Linked DNA regions of Sus scrofa: regions 2 and 3 are each linked to region 1. A link is a contact called in public HiChIP or PLAC-seq data. All regions are on one chromosome and are shown on one strand. The core of a region is the stretch at or near the end of the contact, and the rest is flanking DNA. Distances in the headings are between cores, read along the strand shown.

Region 1 (2,700 bases), core at 76-2,575:
CTGGGCAGCTGCCACCTGCCTACCAACTGCACAGGCCTGGCCCAAGCCACTTACCTGAGCCCGTGGGCCCCTTATTCCTCATTGTGTCCCTGGAGGACCAGGGTTGGACACAGCAGGGGCAGGTGGGGCAGGACTGGATCCAGGGCCAGCTTCATGGGCCACGCCAGCAGCTCTACACTGATTTTGTGCCCTCACCGTCTAGAAAAGTTTACCAAGGTACCTGTGCTTCCATCCCCCCCGCCCCCCACTGCCGGGTGGGGAGCCCTCCCGGCTGGCTGTGCTCTGCAGCAGCTGCTCTGGTCAGAGGGTAGGGGCATGGCTTGGAGCGGCTGGGGCCCCCACACATGCCCTCTGCCAGCTCCACCCCCACCCCTGGGAACCCAGGAGGAGCCAGCGATCACTTCCTGCTCCTATTAAACCCTTTAAAGGAAGAGGGCAAATAAAAAACCTTGTCAGGCTGGCAGGCCGTGACTCAGCCGCCCCCGCCCCTGCCCAGGCCCAGGCCGACAGCACCCCCTCCAGCGGGACTCCAGCTGGGGGACTGGAGCGGCCTCCCCCTCCCCTCCCATCTACTGAACGCTGTGGGGAGCTGTTCTACCACTTTCTGTGGGTTACCTAATCTGACAAGTGTCGCCGTCCCCGTTTTATAAAAGAGCAAACCGAAGCTCACACCACCTGCTCTCCTGGTTGGCCGGCTCCCAGGGAAGAGGGGAGATCCTTCCAGGGGTAGCTGGCGGGTGTCAAGGTGGGAGAGAAGGCCGCCTGGGGCAGGGGCCCCGGAGGGTCCCCTTGGGAAGAGCCGAGAGGACGGCTTCTTCCCCACGAACACCCAGATCAGAGCGGCAGGGCTGGGGCACTGGCGGGTGGTGGTCTGGGCCCCGCTGACTCCCCGCCCCGGGCCGGCCCCGGCCGCGGGCGCTTCCCGGTGCTCCGGGGCAGTGAGTCACCGCGGGCAGGGCCGGCCGCAGCGCATTCCTCCGTGGGGCCGGCGTCCGGGGCGGGGTGGGGACCATGAGTCGCTCCACGGGGCTGGGGGGCTGGGGCGCCGGGGGAGAGGGGGAGGGGGCCGCGGGCTGCACACAAGGGGGAGGGGGTGACCTCGGGGCGGGGGGGGCGGTCCCCGGCGAGGATGCGGAGCGCAACCCGGGGGTGGCCAGCCTGGAGGGACCCGGGCGGGTTGGGCCCGGGAGTGGGGCGCGGGCGGAAGGGCCGGGGGCGTGGCCGAGAGGGGCGTGCCCTGGAGGGGCGGGGCGGAGCGCGCGGGGCGGGGCCGCTATAAAGGCTGCGTCCCGGCGGCAGGAGCGCACTGCCCGCGCCGCCACCCTCCGAGCGCTCGCGACCGCGCCCGCAGCACCGGCCGACATGAAGACCCCCGGCGAGGTGCTGCGCGAGGGCGAGCTGGAGAAGCGCAGCGACAGCCTGTTCCAGCTGTGGAAGAAGAAGCGCGGCGTGCTCACCCCCGACCGCCTGAGCCTTTTCCCCACCGGCGCCGGCGCGCGCCCCAAGGAGCTGCGCTTCCACTCCATCCTCAAGGTGGACTGCGTGGAGCGCACGGGCAAGTACGTCTACTTCACCATCGTCACCACCGACCGCAAGGAGATCGACTTCCGCTGCGCGGGCGAGAGCTGCTGGAACGCGGCCATCACGCTGGCGCTCATCGACTTCCAGAACCGCCGCGCCCTGCAGGACTTCCGCAGCCGCCAGGAGCGCGCCGCGCCGGCCGCGCAGCCCGAGGCCGCGACGGCCCGCGCGCCCTGAGCGCCGCCGCGGTGAGTGCCGGCCGCCCGGGTCCTAGGGGAGGAGCGATTTCGACCTCGGGCGGCGAGGGAGGTCCTGCCCGGCCTGGGGGGCACCGCGGACAGGGCCAGGGGTGCTCTGCCCTCGCGGCGCGGCTGGGGCGCGCGGCAGGAGCCGTCGCTTAGCCCTTTCCGTGTCGGGGCCTCGAGGGACCCACAGGCTGACCCCGGCCCGGGCTTGGGCACAGCTCCCTGACCCTCACTCTCTCCACAGGAACCACACACTGGACGAGTCGGGCCGGACGCGAGCTGCGCCGGCAGGAGCCCGGGGGATTCCTGGGGCCGCGAGCCCGGGCGGGAGGCCAGCCGCTGACCACGGCGAGGACAAAGGCAGAGAAGGACCCTCCCGTGCGGAACCGCAGAGCCTCACCCCCGCTGTGCGGGCGCATTAAATTATTGGACTATCTATGTATTTATTTTGATGGTATTTGTGGTAAAACCATCTGTCTTAATATATATATATATATATTTTTCACCAATATGTCCATTCCAAATAAACTCCTTGACCAGTTCTCTTTTCTACCAGCTGGCGGTGGCGCAGTGAGCTTCCTGGGGAGGGGAGTGTCGGTGGTCCCTTCATTCCATGTTTCGGGGTGGGGGGAGTGGCCGCCACAGGCCTCGGAAGGGCGAGGAAAAGCGCTTTGAATGAACACTGTCATCCGCTGGACCCTGGCCACACCCTCCTTGCCAAGCAGCCTCTCCCCAGCGCAGTGCCCTGGGGTTGGCACTGGCTGACTTCCGCTCCGGGTGTGGAACGGCAGGACAGCGCACGGCTGCTCTGGGCAGTCGCTCACGGTCGGTGGGCTCCCCCCATCTGAGCTGCCCCGGCACTAGGTGGGGTGCCGGATGCCAGCTGTCCCTTCCTGCCCACCTGCCCGGCCACCTGCCCAGCCCCCTGAAAGGA
Region 2 (2,700 bases), core at 116-2,615, 390 kb after region 1:
AGGGAGCCACAGGGGGCTGTAGGCAGGAAGGGAGCAGAGCCTGGAGCTGGGCTGGGGGTGGGGGGAGAAGGCGTCTAGGAGCCGAGGTAGCGGGCAGGACTGGGAGAGAGGGCAGGGCGGGCAAGGGCCATCTTCCCCCCGCACCCCGGCTTCGAGGGCTCTGCACACCCTCCCGTGGGCAGTGGGGCCAGGCCAGCGGGGGGCTTTGAGCCAGGCTGGTCTTGCGGAGTTGGGTGTGGTCCAGTGCCACGGCCTTGCCAGGGCTGGGTCTGATCCTCTGCCCAGGACCCCAAAGCCCTTCTCCCTAGATCCCAGGCCCTGACAGCTTGTGGGGTCCCTGCCCTGGTCTGGAATCCAGTATTTCCTGAGGGATCCCCAGACAGCCCCTCTTCCCCCCCCCGCCCCGGGCTCCAGGCCAAGCTGCAGGACGTGGCCAGCCGGGGCCGAGGGCCTCCTGTCCAGGAGCGAAGCAGCCTCCACCGGCCAGACCGCCTCCGCCAGCCAGACTCAACCTGTGGTCCTGGGGCGCCCTCTGGTGGCCAATGGGCCAGAGTGGTGAGGCTGCCGGGGTCCCAGAGCACAGGGCCTAGTGGGGTCCCCCACCCCTCCCGAGCTCAGAGGATGAGGGGGCCTGGGGTCTCTGGTGAAGGGACATGAAAAGTGTCCCCCAGGCTCTGATCTCCTTTTGTGTCACCCAAAAGTTCTCAAGACTTGAGCTACCTAGATCCCCATTTTTGTGGAGAAACTGAGGCCCAGAGTTGAGCCCGAGGGCTTTGAGGCCCGTGAGTCAGGACCGCGGGACTCCGGGACACCCCAAGCCCTGCTGCCTGGCCTGCCCCTAGTTGAAGGGACAGTGTCCATGCAGTGCCTGGGGTGCTGGCAGCCTGACGGCTAGCCAGCGGTGCCCGCTCTAGGGCAGCACACCCGGGGGTGCAGGGGGTGACAACCCAGCCTCACGGGACCCCAGAGTAGAGGGGCGGTCCCTGCCCATGGGTCCTCCACAGGGCAGCTGGCCACACACCCTGGGCTCAGCCATTCCCAGTTGCTGGAGAGATAAACGTGGGAAGTGAGACACGGGTGTGACACAGGCTCCCCCAGGCGTAGTCCATGGAGGTGGTGACGGCCACCCCCATACGGGGCTGCCTCGTGGCAGCAGGTGGCTGGTGGCATCCAAGGAGCCACTGGGTCCCTCAGGCCAGAGGAAGGCTGGCTTTGGCCAGCAGGTCTGTGGGCCCCAGTAAACCGAGATCGGATGGTGCCCAGCCCGGGTCTTGGCATTGGCCGCCCAGGCACCGGGCGTGGTGGGTGGGGCGGGGAGGGGCGGGCGAGCTGGCTTGCGGGCACCGTGCTCTGGGCACCTCCATCCCGCTCCTTGGCCAGCAGCCGCATGTCCGGGCCCCGGGGAGAAAGAGGGCAGGTAGGAGCCCCGAGATGCCGGCCCCCAGGTGGAGCGAGAGCAGGGGGGCCCCTCTTCCAGGGCCATGTCCTGCTCCCCACCCCGCCACCTCGGTTTCTCAGGTTTCTTGCTTGCGGGGAGGGTTCTGGGCAGGAGGGGAGGCCCCGTGGCCCTGGGGGCCAGACCCAAGGACCCGGGGCACAGGTGCAGGGCTTACACGCATGAGCGTCTGTGCCCCCTCCCAAACCATGCCCTCCACCCTCAGCCCAGGGAGACGCGTGTCCCCACTGTGGGCAGAGGGCTGCCGCGCTGACTGCTGGCCTGCTGGCCTGGGGCCCTCGGGAGCATCCTTCTCCTCACCGCATCCACTGCATCTTGGGGGGGCGGGGTGGGCCCAAGAGGCTGAGGGCCTTGTCTGGGTGACACAGCCCGAGAGGGACTGGGCTGGGACTCCCGGGGCCTGCCTGCCCAGCTCTGCCCACACTGGGGCCATCTTCCTGGTGGCCTCTGACAAGGGGTGGCCATCTGCCCCTTGGCAAGCGCCCTGGTGCCTCTGCTGCTGGGGTGGGAGATCTGGCCTCTGTTCTCCCTGTCAGAGTTGGGGGGGGACTCCGGCGGGGGTACTAGGACCCCCGCAGCCCAGACTCCCCCACCCCCTCCAGGAACATGGTGTTAAAGCCCCGGACACCTGCTCATGCAAATCCACTGTTTGCATGTCCTTCCCACTTGGTGGCTCCATTTGCCTGGTGTCTGGCACGGTGCCACCCCGGGGCTCAGCCCAAATGGCCCCTCGGTCCCCCTGGGTGGGGAGCCAGGAGCCAGGCCCAGGCCTCTGGGGCGTGGGTGAGGGTGCTGGTCGTGGCCCTGGGAAGGCCCTGCTCAGGACAGCCCCCTCCCCTCCACCCCAGTGAGGAAAGGGCGGGGGGCTGGACAGGATCAGCCGCACCCCAGCACCTTCGCCCCGAGGCAGGGGCCGCTCTGTCCTCTCCAGAGCCCACACGCCCTGGGCGGGGGCACATCCAGCTGTGGGGAGGGCTGGCCTGCCCTGGCGGGAGTGAGGCCGTTGATCGGCTCCCCTCTGCCCCGCCCTCCCAGCCTGATGCCAGCACACCCCACTTGGCTGCCTCACTTTGGGGTCAAAGAGTGTCCCCTGAATTCGTATCCACCCAGAATCTCAGGATGTGACCTTATTTGGACACAGGGTCTTTGCAGCTACAACGAGTTAAGATGAGGTCGTGGTGGAGCGGGGTGAGGCCCTGATCCAAGGGCTGGCATCCTTATAAGGAGAGGGACACTGGGACAGG
Region 3 (2,700 bases), core at 156-2,655, 420 kb after region 1:
GAAGGTGCCATGGGAGTGCTGCAGGGGTCTGCCGCCAAGTCCCTGGCATCTGAGCGTCAAGCTGTCAGGAAGCTGGAAGGTTGGTGATGACCTGGAGTGGCCTAGCTCGGCAGAGGCCAGCCCCTGCAGCCCCGGGAGCCCCCTCCTGTGCCACTTCTGTACTCCTGCACACCTCTCATGTTCCCAACCGAGCAGAAAAGTGCCGCCAACACCTGTTTAGTAGTCGAGGGTCACCCAACACCTTGAAGCTTGTTTCCAGGCTGCGAGAGCAGCCCATCCTCACCCTCTGCCATCCATCCACTAAGCCCCTCTCCCCACCCAAGCCCCCCTCACCCAGGGTGACCCGCTGCTCCTTCACCCACCGAGGACCAGGCCAGGCCGGCAAGGAGGGGCTCTGAGCACCCGGTACCAGATCAAACACAGGCGAGACCTCCATTCCTCCGGGCCATGCATGACTCCCGGGGTGAAGAAACTGCTCCAGGAGAGCAAGGGTACACGAAGCAAACGCCAATGGTGTCCGCTTTAGATCTGGGGGAACCAGAGCGGAGAGGTAACGGGCCCGCGAGGCAGTACACTGCAGGCAAAGCCGGAGTTGCAACCAGACTCCAACCTCCTAAACGTGCACTCCTGTCCCGGGGAGTCGCGGGGACCCCGTGGTCAGTGGGGCACGCCGGGGCGGGGGGCGGGCGCCCTCGGAACGCGGGGGCTGCTGCTTGGAGTTCTCGGACAACTTCCTGAGCTCCACGGAGGGCAGAGCTGAGTCCAGGCTGGCCTGGGTGCTCGGAGGGGCTTTCTCAGGGCCGGGGTCTGGGCAGGTCGGTCCCTGGGCGCAGGCCCCCTGGCGTCCGGGCGGTCCTCCCTCCCCTCGGAAGCAGAGCCTTGACTTCGCTCCACGTGCCCAGGGACCTCTCCGAATCGGGGGCCTGACTCCTAGGGCCAAGTCGGGGGGGTGGGCCAGCGTCTCGCGGGTCTCCCTGCTCGGGGCAGCAGCCTGCGGACTGCGGCGCCGCGAGGCCCGGCCGGCCGGCAACGCTCTTCTCGCCGCCACAAACCTACCGGTTCATCGCGGCCCCGCTGCCTCCATCTTTGCGTGGCGCTCGGCCCTCTGGGAAACGGAGTCCTCCGCCGGCCGAGCGCCGCGGCTTCCGCGCCGAAAGAACTACATCTCCCACAAGGCACTGGGACGCTTGGCCCGAAGCCGCTCGGGAACGTCGTCTTTGCGTCGCTCTCCCTAGCCTTCCCTCCCGGAAACGGCGGCGAAGAAACCGGAATTGACTGAGGGAAGGAGGGAGGCGGGCGGCAAGACGGGGACTCCCAGGATGCTCGAGGGCTGACGGCCAGCGCCGCGTTCATGGGGCCGCAGCGCCGCCTAGCGGAAGCCGCGAGCACCGGAAGTGCGTCGACGCGCCTGGCGCCTTTCACGGCGGCTTCCGGTCCTGAGCTGGAGCCGCGGGCCGGGCAGTAGTAGGTCCCAGGAGTCGGTGTCGGGCTGTGCCCGTGGCGGAGCGGGCCCGCCACTGATGGCCTGACTGGTCACTTCTACCCCGGAGCGGAGGGCCGGTCCCAGTCCCCGCAAGCCGGGCCGCACGTACCTCGGCAGTGCGCCCAGGCGATGGATGCCCTGTCCCCACCGGCGTCTCCCCCGCCTTGCCTGCCGGGCTGCACCCCCGCTGTCCAGGGCTCAGGCCATGCTGTGGCCCAGGGATTCTGCAGCATCGGGTCACCTCATCCTTAAGACAGCCCCCAACTTAGGGCCTCACCCGGAATGCAGGGTCCAGTCCGCCCCAGGAACTAAGTCACATCGCAGCTTGCAGAGGTGACAGTGGTGACAGCCTCGGCCAGGGTGTCCGCAGGGCCTCGCAGCACAGCGATAAGTGAAAAGGAGAGGGCCTCTTCCAACCCACTACCCCAGTGGGGACTGTGGAGGGACAGGGCTGCACTGCAGCCCCCAAGGAGCCCCAGGTGGCCTCAAGAGGTCGGGACCAGCAGGCAGCTCATGGTGACATCACCCAGCATTCCCAGTGCGGGCAGTGCCCTACCCAAGAGGTGGCCGGGACGCGGTCCAGTGGTGGGCCAGTGGGCTCCCCCACCAGCCCTGCAAGATGGGGCCACCGAGCTCCTCACAAGCAACCAGTCAGAGGAGAGGCCCTCAGGAGGGAGCAGTCTGGCAGGGCTACCCCACCAGCCCGCGGCACCCCCGCTGGGCAGCGCTGCCCGAGGAATGGCGGTGGGAGTGAGGGAGGAGTGGAGGCGGCTGCAGGCCACACAAGGCCCAACAGAGGGGCGTGCCCGCCACGGAGTCTCCCCGCAGCCCCATCCACACCCACCAACAGGGTTGGCAGCACACCCCCGGCCCAGCCGTGTCTGAAGAGCCTGAGCGCCACCCCGGGGCCCGTCTCAAACGTCGCGGGCATAGGAAGGAGCCGGACAGTTGGTTAGCATGCCTGTTTCTTCTTTCTTTATTGAATGACTTTGAGGATGTAATTACAGTCGAAAGTGACGCGTTAGAAAGGAGAGGTGCATCAGAGGCGTAAGGCTGCTCGGAGACCCGGCTCTCAGGACAGGCGGCCGGAAAGAAACAAGGATTAAAAAGGGCTGGGCGAGCGCGCAGCCCACGGGGTCGGCTGGGTGGGAGGACGCAGCTGGGCCGTAGGGCCCTCGTGGCCCCCGGGAGAGGCCTGGCTGAGCAGGCAGAGGCCC

What was found. HiChIP or PLAC-seq counts read pairs in DNA pulled down with a chosen protein or histone mark.
Region 2: an H3K27ac HiChIP or PLAC-seq map of alveolar macrophages shows a contact between it and region 1. The contact joins the promoter of TRPM5 here to the promoter of PHLDA2 in region 1. A contact is called at or near these places in 1 of 47 Hi-C or Micro-C datasets (epiblast stem cells) and 1 of 2 datasets of contacts at active chromatin or transcription factors (alveolar macrophages).
Region 3: a contact with region 1 is called in an H3K27ac HiChIP or PLAC-seq map of alveolar macrophages. The contact joins the promoter of TSSC4 here to the promoter of PHLDA2 in region 1. A contact is called at or near these places in 1 of 5 promoter capture datasets (fetal liver) and 1 of 2 datasets of contacts at active chromatin or transcription factors (alveolar macrophages).

The regions. Positions count from the first base shown.
Region 1 is chr2:2,057,300-2,059,999 of Sscrofa11.1, reverse strand. PHLDA2 (pleckstrin homology like domain family A member 2) reads left to right here and starts at 1,325. Exons shown (of 2, transcript NM_001174057.1): 1 at 1,325-1,769; 2 at 2,011-2,321. The coding sequence starts at 1,363. The coding sequence ends at 1,758.
Region 2 is chr2:1,663,600-1,666,299 of Sscrofa11.1, reverse strand. TRPM5 (transient receptor potential cation channel subfamily M member 5) reads left to right here and starts at 1,365. Exons shown (of 25, transcript XM_021082618.1): 1 at 1,365-1,417. The coding sequence starts at 1,388.
Region 3 is chr2:1,641,398-1,644,097 of Sscrofa11.1, reverse strand. TSSC4 (a long non-coding RNA gene) reads right to left here and starts at 1,405. Exons shown (of 4, transcript XR_002341392.1): 1 at 1,057-1,405; 2 at 363-528. It also overlaps a transcript of CD81 not described here.